Linked DNA regions of Mus musculus: region 1 is linked to region 2. Evidence: chromatin contacts called from public HiChIP or PLAC-seq data. All regions are on one chromosome and are shown on one strand. The core of a region is the stretch at or near the end of the contact, and the rest is flanking DNA. Distances in the headings are between cores, read along the strand shown.

Region 1 (6,307 bases), core at 2,420-4,919, 420 kb before region 2:
CCAGTACCCGGGAGCTCTTGTCTTTAGCTGCATATGTATCAAAAGATGGCCTAGTCGGCCATCACTGCAAAGAGAGGCCCATTGGACTTGCAAACTTTATATGCCCCAGTACAGGGGAACGCCAGGGCCAAAAAGGGGGAGTGGGTGAGTAGGGTATTGGGGGGGTGGGTATGGGGGACCTTTGGGATAGCATTGAAAATGTAAACGAGGGAAATAACTAATTAAAAAAAAGAATTTCAGAGTGATTAGCTGCTCTATCGATTGAGACTTCTTCTGTAGTCTGAGAGATATCATAAGATTGAATAAGAACGACCAAGTATTTTTAAAAGTATTATAAATATATATTCCATTCGGCTTTTATTCAGGTTTAACCCAGCACAGCAGGTTTTATAACATGGCCACTCATTTATTACCAGTGGTATGTACTCTAAGTATGTACTAGGTCAGGCTTGGTAGGGATTATAGGCAGCCTGCTAATGAAGGAAGGCTTCTGAAGAGCGAGGAGCAGTTGAAGACAAGGCTTGAAGATTCCAGAAAGTTCTTCTGTAGCACTGGACTAGGAGTCCTGCCATGCTCCCTCATAGCATTTTGTTTGTTTGTTTTTCGAGACAAGGTTTCTCTGTATAGCCCTGGCTGTCCTGGAACTCACTTTGTAGACCAGGCTGGCCTCGAACTCAGAAATCCACCTGCCTCTGCCTCCCGTGTGCTGGGATTAAAGGCGTGCGCCGCCACTGCCCGGCCTACTCCCTCATAACTTGGAACAGACCCTAACAAGAATAATGGTGAATCTGTGTAACTCAATGTATTCATCTTCACGACCATTTGCTACAGACGGTGCTAAGCGCAGACTAAAAGTATTTACACATGCATGCTTTCTGAGCAGAAGCACTGTGTAGGTAGACTTCATGAATATGAAAGGAAAACCGGTCTATGATCAGTGTTGCTCAGGGCGCGTTTGCTGAGGTAACAGAGGTTGGGGGGACTCCAGTTCTGGGACACTCGAGGCTGAGAAATTAAAGTCTTTTTCAATGCTAAGCACTGCCACTGTGGGAAATGAGCCTTAGGGCTCTTAACTGATGCACTGGACAGAATTCTGCTCCAAATCTTGTGTTTAGTTTACACACATCTTAAATGTGTTTGAAGAACATTAACATTCATTCTTAAAGTAAATTAATTTTTATTTTTATGCCCTAAATTTCTCACTTTTTTTTTTACATTAAAGCAATCAAATCATTTAAAACCATCTTTAATTATTAAGAATTGATCACTACTTTCTTTCTCCTCCTCTTACTCCTTTTTGGTGGTTTTCTAGGTCAAGTCTGTCTCTTGGAATTAATAAAACTGCTTTCTAATTTACCAAATAAACAACAGAGTAGTTTCTCACTTCTCATTTTCTCTTTCTTTGTCCTTGTTTGATTTTGAGTTACAGATCCAGTCTCATTCGGCAACAGGGGGGCTGGGGGAAGGGTTATACTTCCTTGGATTCTACTGGCCATAGTTTAAAATATTTTGGGGGAAAATTGTGTTTGTACAGAACGCTTGTAGGCAATTTTTATCATTGTTATTCATGTATTATTTATCTTATACTAGGCATCATGAACAATCTAGAGATGCTTTTAAAGTATATAGAAAAATTGTGTGTGTTGTATGCAGATATTAGTCATTCTATGGGGAACTTGAGCATTCATGGTTTATTGGGGAGGGGTCCATGGGAGAATCTTGGAATGAACCTCACCCAGATATTAAGAGACTACTATATTTCTCTTTTGCTATTTTCTTTTACCTCTCTTCTTCCAACTCTTTTAAGTCCATTTCTTTCTCCTTCAAATTAGGCACATTTTATGCTTTGCCATCGTCTCCAAGTGGTCTTTCTAGATCCTTCTCTCGGTCTGCAGAGTTTATGGGGTTTTCCACTCACATGGTGAACAGCTGGTCTCCCAATCCCCGTGTGCTTCTTCTGCCCACCATCATCTTTGAATGAGCATGACTAAATGGCCCTCCGAATAACTGTGTGTGTGTGGGCAGTATGTGCGCATATTCATTGGTGTGTGTGCATATATGTGTGTAGGTACTTAGGTACGTAGCACAAGCCTGATGCCAACATTTGGTACCTTCTTGGATCACTCTCAGTATTTAATAGGTCACTCTTGGTAGGGATTATAGGCATCCTGCCAACAAAGGAAGGCTTCTGAAGAGAAGTTGAAGACAAGGCTTGAAGATTCCAGAAAGCTCTTCTGTAGCACCGGACTAGGAGTCCTGCCATAACTTGGAACAGACCCTGGTAAGAATACCTTCTGTCCCTGTCTGAGAGTCCATGAGGTCACATGTGGAGGAAATGCTGTGGACAGCTCCTGGCTAATCTACCTAGGGCACTGCTCTCCACAAGGAGAGAACATATCTTGTCTCACTGTGGGCAGCTTTTAATTGATGGCCAGTAGGTATGGGCAAACAACAAGACCTGACTGGTTGACTTAAGAAGGCTTCCAAAGAGAATTTGAAGACAAGGCTTGAAGATCCCAGAAGGCTCTTCTGTAGCACTGGACTAGGAGTCCTGCCATGCTCCCCCATAACTTGGAACAGACCCTAGTAAAAATAATGGTGAATCTTTGTAACTCAATGTATTAACCTTCATGACATTGTTTGAGACAAGATCTCTCACCAAACTTGGAGACCATCAGTTGGGCTATGCTGATTGCCCAGTAAGGCCCACATGCTTCTCCCTCTAGCCCACTATTGTTAATAGTCTCATGTCATGGTGCTGGAGTTTCAAATCAGATCCTTAGGCTGGCAGGGCAGGCATTTCACCGCTTGAGTCATCTCCTTCCACAGACCCCCTAATGTTTTTGATCACAAGAATCCCAGCCAGGCATTGCCCATAGAAGGTAAGGTCCTGGTCCCGTGGAACTCTTTGCTGGCGGCAAACTCAGAGCCGTGCACATGACTGAGAGAAATCCATCAGGAAAGCTCTGGTTGGGAAAGGTTGAAAAATAAGCTGGTGCTGTAGAAGTTTAATAAAACTGGCCTTGGGCCAGGATGGAAAGAGCGTGGTCATCAACCCCAAAGGGAGATTCAGCTGAGAGGCCTCATTCTCAGATGGAAATCGGCTTCCTGTTTTCTGTGTTTTCTGACTGCATCAACGATACAGCGATTTCTTTGATAATTTCCAGTTGTGCACAAGCCAGTCAGCAGAAAAAAAAAATGAGTTTCCTTTCTTCCGTAGATGGGAGAATGTTCTTGAAAAAGAAAGAAAAAAAAATGAAAAGAGGAAAAATTAAAGAAAAAAAAAAAAGAGCGGAAAAACCCCACAGCAAACCCGTGTTAAGAAGAATGTGCTCTGCCCACTGGCTTCAGAAAAATGAGGCTGGTTTCATGTCCAGTGGCTTGCCTATCCTGATAGTTGTCTCTCCTGGCATTTGTGGCGACTACAGGGCCTGATAGGCCCCCTTCAGTGATTTGATTTCATATAAGCAAACGTGGACCCCATCACCACGTATCACCGGCTTGCTTCTGCTTTGTAAGCCCGAAAGAGTGTATCAGTTGATCATTGGAATTCCACTTAGAATTTTTCTCATTAAACTGCTAGCACATTTTATTTCCTTTGGACAGGGAGAGGAGAGATAACATTCCAAACTTGCAAAAAAAATAATTTTTTTTCAAACATTACAAGATCTTTCCCTTCACCAGTGGGAAAGGAACATCAAGTTAGACAGCGTAATTCCCACTGCTGTTCAACCGAGCTTGGCGGTTTAAGATGTAATAAAATCATCATGCTACGTTGAAGAAGTTTGGTTGCTCGTCTTTGCTAACTTTTGGTGCCAACTCTTCCGAAGCTGTTCGCAAGGTCAGCGTAAGGTCAGGCCAGGAGTGTTTATGAAATGGACAGGGAAAGGAATGTGGGGTGCCTGGAAGCTTGGACCCCTCGGGTTCTATCCCAGGACTGAGTTTAGCTCAGTCCTGGAAATCTGAGACTTTTTTTTTTTTTTTTTTTTTTTTTGCTGCCGCTGGAGAATGGGAGGGAAAGGGGGGCGTTCATCAAATCTATTTACAAGAATTGTTTTATTGAGTTCCTGAGGCAAAAGAACAATGGTGGGGGGATGGGGGAAGCAGGGCCAAGGAGCAGCTTTGGTCAGGAGAAGCCCAGCTGTGAAAGAGTTGAAAAGAAAGGTTCAGAGGGTCCCCTGGGGGAACACTGCAAATGGATCATTAGCTAGAGGAGTCCACTCTTGAGTCACCCAGCCAGGTCTTGCTGTTTGCCCATACCTACTGGCCATCACTCGAGGGCTGCCCACAGTGAGGCAAGATATGTTCTCTCCTTGTGGAGAGCAGTGCCCTAGGTAGATTAGCCAGGAGCTGTCCACAGCATTCCCTCCACGTGTGACTTCATGGACCCTCAGACAGGGACAGAAGGTATTCCAAATACCCAGGAACCACGGTGCTGAATGCTGTGTGCACTCGTGAGCGACTGCAGAAATAGGTCCTCGTCAAAAGAAAACTACGAAACAGGCCTCTGGACAACATAAGGTCAAGGCAATTAGTGGCCGACTGCAGGATGTTCCTTTATCTCCTGCCTTGGCCTTGCCGAGCCAGGTCTCTGTCTCAGCTCTCATCCCCAATTTCACTTAATATGAACAAACTGCTTTTGTAGGGCCTTTAAGGCGTATGCACTTGAACACAGCTCTGTTCCTCAGCAAAAGGCAACATAAAACAATGTTTAAGAAGATAGACTTTGAAAGCAAACAGACATTGATTCAAACCCCAGCTGTTAATATCTGTAGGGCCATGTATAAAGGATTTAAGCATTTCTTAGCTTCAATGGTTTCATTTATAAAACGTGGCTGGCAGCATTGACCTCATGGGGCTATGGGAAGAAATAACCTGGCATGATAGATGCAAAGGCTCAATGCATTCTAACAGTTTCTGTGAAAAATGACATCAATTTAAAATTATTAATAACACTGTGCTAACCACCCACCCATGATTCCTAACCTAGTACGTTCGCGCTGCTCAGGTGCAGGTGGGTGTTGGCTAAGATGGACTATGTTTTTCTCACTATGGTCAGACTAGTCAACGGCTTGCTCCTTCCTCTGTTACGGCCTCTCCTTACACAGAGAGGACTTGCAGAGATGGAGTTGTCCGATGGAAAGTGATCTAAAACCAGGGGTGGGGCCGACAATTTGGTCTCTTCACTTGTCTGTCTTTCTCCACTGACTTCTGTCTCAGGAGCCAATGGAATGGTATGCACAGAGCGAGGGACTCACTGAAGGACAGACAACAGAGGGCAGGAATGGCTTCATCAGGAGATGTGAAGAACACAGGTAGGCTATTTTATACCTTGCTTCTTTTACAAAGCCTAATATTCTTTAGAGATGTTTTAAATGCATACTATATAAATACATAGAAAACTATAAAAGAGCAAGTACACACCTATGTAAATTTGCATATGTATGTATGTATAGTTAGCATTCACCTTACTATGGATCAAAGAACACATATACATATATATATATACACATGAATATACATATTGCATATATACAAATATATAAATTATGCATTATATATGTACATATGTAATATATCTGTGTATGTATGTATATATATATACTTTTAACTTAACATCAAGAATAATTATTTTTCCAAGCTAAATATTTACTAAAGTGGAAACCAAGGTAATGTAAACCTCTCAGTTCAATAATTCCTGATGTTAACTTCAGCAGAAATCAATATCTGCTTATTGTATTCCCAAGAGCAAAATCAGGCATTCTACCATTTTTAAATACATTTTAGTCCTGAAGTTAAATGAAAAATCCAAGTGTTGGATTTCATAGGTATCATGTACTCCCAAGCTCTTTCTACAAAGTCTCAATGGAGTAAAACATTTTGGGGTCTTTTGCCCTTGTCACCAGTCAGAAGCTATTTCTCCACAGAGCATTATAAGGAGGTTAAAGGCAAGCAGTAGCTGATGAAGGAATTATCCAGAACGATTCTAATGTAGGCTCATGAGAGATGAAGTAACAGCCAGGAGTTGGTAAACCAGCTCCCTCGAAGGAAGGTGTGTGAGCCACTGTTTCTGCCAGCCATTAGCCAGCAGGTCCGGAAGCAGTTTGGGTGAATCTGCAGGTCAGAGCAGGAAGGGGGGCAGTGAAGGCAACCATGAACTTTCCCAGTGTAGCTATAGAGCCAGGGCAGGGCTGTGAGGCCAGCGGTGTGGGGACTGCCACATATGTGTAATGCTGTGTGCACAGCCATGGCCCTTTGGGAAGATTTGAGTCAGTACATCCATGATACATGTAATTGATGAAGGAAC
Region 2 (5,758 bases), core at 3,041-5,540:
AGCTGGAAAGATGGACAGGGGAAGTAATTACTAGATCCTGGCCGCTTTAATTAAGTTCCGAGAATACTTGAAGGGAAAGAAAACAGTACACTTGAACAGAGGAGACAGAATGTGTGTGGTCACGTTAGTGCAGCAAGCCAGTGTGGGAGGGATGTATAAAGCTATGGCAGAAGTAATCCCTACTCTCGCTTAGAGTCTTCGCAACTCTGCAGCCAGGCCCGAGGGCTGCAGGAGGATGGTGCCTTAACAAATTCCATATTAATACGTGCCTATTTATATAATAAAGAATCCAACAACTTTCAGTTCTGTGTCCTGCATTTGAGATATGCCTCATGGTGGTGCTTGACAGATTGTGAGACGTACTTTGGACTGTACCCATTTGTAAGTCACTCAGGAGGAAATGTATTTACAGATACAGGGGAAAGCCCACAGCTCCATGCTTTTATGTTTGAAACATCTGTCTGAACCTCAGTGATCCACCTCTGTGCATGCTAGCAAGAGATAGTGGCACAGCTTTTTGTAAAATAGGATACAAGTCAATAACAATGACGTTAACATCACTAGAATGTTCTGGAATAGGTTTGTTAGCCACATCTAGTTTCTCATATATTTCTTAATCTCTAAGAGAGTGAAAACGAGCTCCAGTTTTCTTAGACAGAATCATCCAGGGTGACATTAATCCTCAGAAAGAGCTCTCACATCTTGATTGGACACTCTTTAACCTTGGACAGGGTCTAAAGCTAAGGCCCCACTGTTTAGAAACACAGGTATTGCCCTTAACACTTATAACAGTTGCTGGTGCTGCGGCTTTCTGAACAAAAACTGTAACTGTAAACAACTCGAGCAGTTATGTGAAGGTTTCTTCGGCCACACTGTAATAATCCTTCAGAATTAGTGTCATCGCCCCTATGTACAGAGGGAAGTCCTGAAACCTTGTGAGGTCAAGTATCTAGCCACAAGGTGGGCTGAGGTAAGACTTGAATTTGGAATTGTTTGACCTAAAGTTTCTGTTATTTTTCTTTGTCATGGCACTACACTGTCAAGAAAGAAAACCTGGTAAACAGACAGAGAAAAAGATCCAAAAACTAAACAAGGGAGAGAAAAAAAAATAAGAGTACATGTTAGGAGTCTATACAGCGTGTCACAGGAAATGTTAGTGCAAACCAATGATTAATCGACATAGCAGTTTGCACATGTTAACGCTGATTATATATTGTGAATTGTCTGCATCACCCCTTGCAACAAGTTTATAAGCTGGGGCAGATCAAGATGGGCTGGTGGGACAGATCAAGATGGAGGTGCTCGCCACCAAACCTGGCTATCTGAGTTTCATCTCCGAGCCCCATGCTGGAAATAGGGAACCTGCTCTTTTGAGTTGTCTTCTGACCTCCACAGGCACTCATAACACATAAATGCACATCAGGTTTCCTGAGTGTCCATATCAGAGAGAGAAAACTAGTCATAAGAGATACTGAAAAATCTATTCACTGTTGTCACACGTTTCCTAAGAAAGAACATAAAAGTTCAAGCTGGGTCCAAGTCGGAGTCCAGACCCCATGTTCTGGTTCATAGTTGACGCAATGGAATAGTGTTTATTTGAGTGGTTATTGATTTGATGGTAACATGTTGTTCGTTGGGCATAGGCTATTTTTTTGTTGTTGTTTGTTTTTGGTTTTTGTAGATGATTCGGTTCTTGGTCAGAGATGCCATTATTGTTATCACCAGAAAATAAATGTATTCTACAAATGGCAGTGGAAGGGGGGGGGCAGCCAATAGGCTGTTGAGTTAAATGAAACACAGCTAATGCTCCATAAAAGCAAACAGCAATGGAGCGTTAGCAAGTGTGAGCTCCAATATAAATAATGCTCAAAAACAAAGACTGTCACACATAAGGAAAGGTCCAAGGTGCCCATTTGCTGTTTTGCTTACAGTGGATCAGAAGTTCAGCAAGGGCAGGGAACTGTGTGAGATTATGCACCCCTTATCTCTCAGCCCCAGCATAGCCTTAGGTACAAGGTAATGACCGGCTGGAAATGCAGACCGTGGCTTTTTAAAAGGTGTTGTCTGTTCAGGCGATGTTAATAGAGGAAATGGAAACTGTAGAATGTCAAGAACAAGGGTGGCATTGATTCTTGAGCCTCTGTGAGTCAGACAGCCAATTCAGTGTTACCTCTGGGTATTGTTTGAACAGAGATCCAGTTTTAAGGAGAGGGAGGGTGGTGAATAGGACCACATAGGATCACAAGCTACATGGAGGTCCTGTACTGACATTTGTGCACCTCACATGATGTTAAGTACCTCCTGTTCTATCTCAGTTCTTCAAGCAAGCAAGGCAGCTATGGTATCCTCATTTTACAAGAGTCAACTGCACTCAGTGAATATACCTGCATGGCATTTCCCAGCCACTGGGCCATGGTTTGTTAAGCTACGTGGCTACACCAGTGCCTACTTAAGCATCCTTTCATCATTATTTTAAAAAAAAATCATGTTCAGCCTGTAGAAGAAGTATTAAGTTGCAGGCAGACACTGAAGCTTGAACACAGCCCATCAGAACTAAAATTCTGCTGTCCTATAGCATCTTTTGAAGTTTTTTTTTTTAATGTTTTTTTTTTCTAGTATTTTTTCCAAATACTAGAAGTTTAAAGGCTGACTGTGGGCAAAGTTATTCTGTGTAGTCTAGGGGCCAATGGAAGGCATAAGGCCCAGTGGGCAAGTAATAGTTCAACATCAATTAAAATTCATTCACATATTCTCCCTCTCCCTCTCCCTCTCCCTCTCCCTCTCCCTCTCCCTCTCCCTCTCCCTCTCCCTCTCCCTCTCCCTCTCCCTCTCCCTCTCCCTCTCCCTCTCCCTCTCCCTCTCCCTCTCCCTCTCCCTTTCCCTCTCCCTCTCTCCCTATGAAACTCTCCTTCCCTCCTTCCCTCCTTCCCTCCCTCTAATAACTTTAATGTGGCTTACAAAGTACTGTGTTTTGTTAAGATATCCCCATGCCCATGTGTCATTCTCTGTTCTAATTATCTCCCCCACGCCCTTTCCCAGTATCTCCTCTAATGTATGCTCCCCTCACTCTGTCTGGTTTCCTCTTTCCCATAAATGGTCTTCATTTCTGCTTTCATTTCAGATACATTTCATTACCGTCTTTTTCCCCTCTCCCTTAAGGTCAGTTCATCTTCTCTCATGATCCCCTTTCAAATTTCATGACCTGTGTGCATATGTGCACACACACACACACACACACACACACACCCCAAATGAATATGCTGGTTGATCAGTAGAGGATCTTGAATGGTAAGGAAGTGAGCTCCCTTCTACCAGAAGGATTTAGGCAGAGGCTAAAGTGATTGGTGCCCTGGGAGGCGCTACTACTTTGCAGTTTAGTACTGTAAATAATGTTTCATTTCAGTTATGAAAGCGTCACTTCCCCAGTTGCACTGGTCACATTTCAAGTAGCTACCACTCACATAGGGCCAGGAGGTGCCAGAGGCTATGTAGAATGTTTGCCACCAGCCCAGAGCTAACAGGGACAATTATGAGACCCCCCCAAGATCATGTGCTCTGAAACTGTGTGTTTCTGTGTATGGTTCCAATCAACCAGTATTTAAACTAAATAACTTATATTTGCGTGCATATTGGAAATGTTTTCTCATGGCATTATTAAGGTATACACCTAGTTGTTTATTTTGCTATGTCCATCTATCTTGATGGGTGCAATTTTGGGTCTTACCAGTCACTGCCAACCAGAATCAAGGCTACCTGACTGGGCAGTTCTGGTTCTTCCAGACCCATTTCCTAAACTTTATTCACTCTTACTTTTTTTTTTTTCTCCTTGCAAATTGGTCATCCCCAAAGGAAACAAATTTGATAGCAGATTGTTGGAAATTAATTACCTATGATATGCAGAGCCACTTCATGAATGTCAGTGCCGAGGAATCCCCTAGAGATGGAATTCTTACCTTCAACTGAAAATTAATTGTAATTAATATAATAGGTTAATTCATTGTAATTATTTTTAAGCCTTTTGGCAATGAGCTAATTCCCTGAGATCCACATTGCTCAGAGTGTCACAGAGAAAGAATACTTGATAAGAATGTTCTGGTGATAAACCCTAAGCCTCTAGAAAAAGGCAAAACTATTTGTCTTTCCTTCTGGCTGGGTTTCTTCAGAAACATATTTTGGTGGCACTTGATTTCTGGAGAACAAAGGAATCCTGACAAGGTGATGGATAAATATGCCTAGCTCAAGTGGACTCTGCTCACTGGAGAAAGAGAAGACAAAAAGCCTTTGATTGTGCCTGGTTTTCTTTGGAAGTCTATCTGTGTCAGGCTCACAGAATGCCTTTGCTCCTGGGATACAACGTAATGGAACTGCAAATGACAGAATCTGGCCTTTTCCCCATCCTGATTTTTTCCACTTGATTCACTTAATCTTGGGTGATTATTCAATCACGTCTGAAGCAAACAAAAGAAATGACGGAAGTCGAGTTCCTGTCCCATTTGAAGAGCTGTGAACATCGGCAGAATAGTCTCGAACATACAAACAAATACCAGTCACGTCTGACGGCGCCTTGTTTTTCTGTGTTAGGAAGAGTTACTGTGTTGTGAGGGAAACAGCTCACGTTCCCACGCACAGGAAGCGTGTCAGGCTGTGACGGGTGACTTCATTATTAAAGCTGAAAAACAATCGTTTGGAACAAGTATTTCATAATGGGAAGCTGTGCAGAAGCTAAAAGAGACATTGTGTTTACCACGATAAGTACAAAAAGTCAACCCTAAAATGGTTTTTAAAGATAGACTCTAACACCGATCCACAGATAGGCCTCCTGGACTCAGAGCTGTCCAGGGTCATCCTACTGTGCCCCTGAGCCTGATACCGAGTTTCTAAGTAGCAGGATATAGCCAACTCTGATAGTTCCTGAGATCTAGGTCAGGCCTCTAAAGGCCCCAAAGACCCATCCATGTTAAAGGTGACATTTGGGAGGTGGGGAAATATTTAGCAAGTCAGCTTAGGGAGATCTTTAGGACAGGAGGAAAATGTGGGTGGATTCCTGGATTGGGCTTACTGGAGAAATAAGTAAGCCATTTATTTACTAGGTATTCCTGGCTGGCTGTGCTGCCCTCACTAGGGGCCTCAAACAATAGCTTGGTTTTCTCTTCTTAGAAACATTTGCCTTGATTTCTTACCCATCCTTAAGGTAATGGAAAACTAACTGACACACATATTCTTGGTGTCTGGGAAGGACATACACAGAAGAGAAATGTACCCACACATTCTTTTAGGTACTTCTGATTGTCTTTGGGAAGCTCTGAATTAAAAACAAAACAAAAAAACAAAAAAACAAAAAACACTGAGTTTTTAGTGTTTCCTAAAATGTTTCTTGGAAGTCTGCTATGAGCCAGGGAATCAGGTGCCTCCCACAATTTAGGAGAGAGGCGGGGAAGAAGCTAGAGAAGGGTCCTGCTTGAGATGGTCTCCTCAACCAGGAGATGCGGACTATAACTGACATCACCGATTTTGTCCCATTTCAAGGTGAAGAGGATGGCAGACCTGTGCTAGTTGCTGGCTGTGGGCACAAAGTCGGGAAGCTGGGAGATGGTCACATCACAGCAGGGGTGGGAAGCAACACACTGCCCAAGCTCAGAAGCCCCAGGGGATTTGAGTATCCACTCAAAGTCTCCCCAACATGTTTAGCTTCTTGTGAATCTTTGGAAACTTTCCGGTTGGGGGGTAAACTAGGAGATGATGTCATTGGGTATTTACA

What was found. HiChIP or PLAC-seq counts read pairs in DNA pulled down with a chosen protein or histone mark.
Region 1: an H3K27ac HiChIP or PLAC-seq map of heart atrium shows a contact between it and region 2, with 11 times the contacts expected there. The contact joins two enhancer-like sites. A contact is called at or near these places in 1 of 15 datasets of contacts at CTCF or cohesin (the NIH/3T3 cell line) and 3 of 115 datasets of contacts at active chromatin or transcription factors (astrocytes, heart atrium and pancreatic cancer cells).

Annotation. Positions count from the first base shown.
Region 1 is chr19:28,747,988-28,754,294 of GRCm38.p6, reverse strand. No RefSeq gene overlaps it. Among named protein-coding and RNA genes, the nearest start is that of Gm35922, 8.9 kb to the left of the region's middle. Within about 2 kb of position 3,669, at least 5 of the 459 cell types and tissues checked have an H3K27ac peak or open chromatin away from gene starts, as enhancers often do. A contact at or near this core is called in heart atrium, where this site is marked.
Region 2 is chr19:28,327,498-28,333,255 of GRCm38.p6, reverse strand. All of the region lies in intron 6 of Glis3 (GLIS family zinc finger 3), which reads left to right. Among named protein-coding and RNA genes, the nearest start is that of Gm35866, 34 kb to the left of the region's middle. Within about 2 kb of position 4,290, at least 13 of the 459 cell types and tissues checked have an H3K27ac peak or open chromatin away from gene starts, as enhancers often do. A contact at or near this core is called in heart atrium, where this site is marked.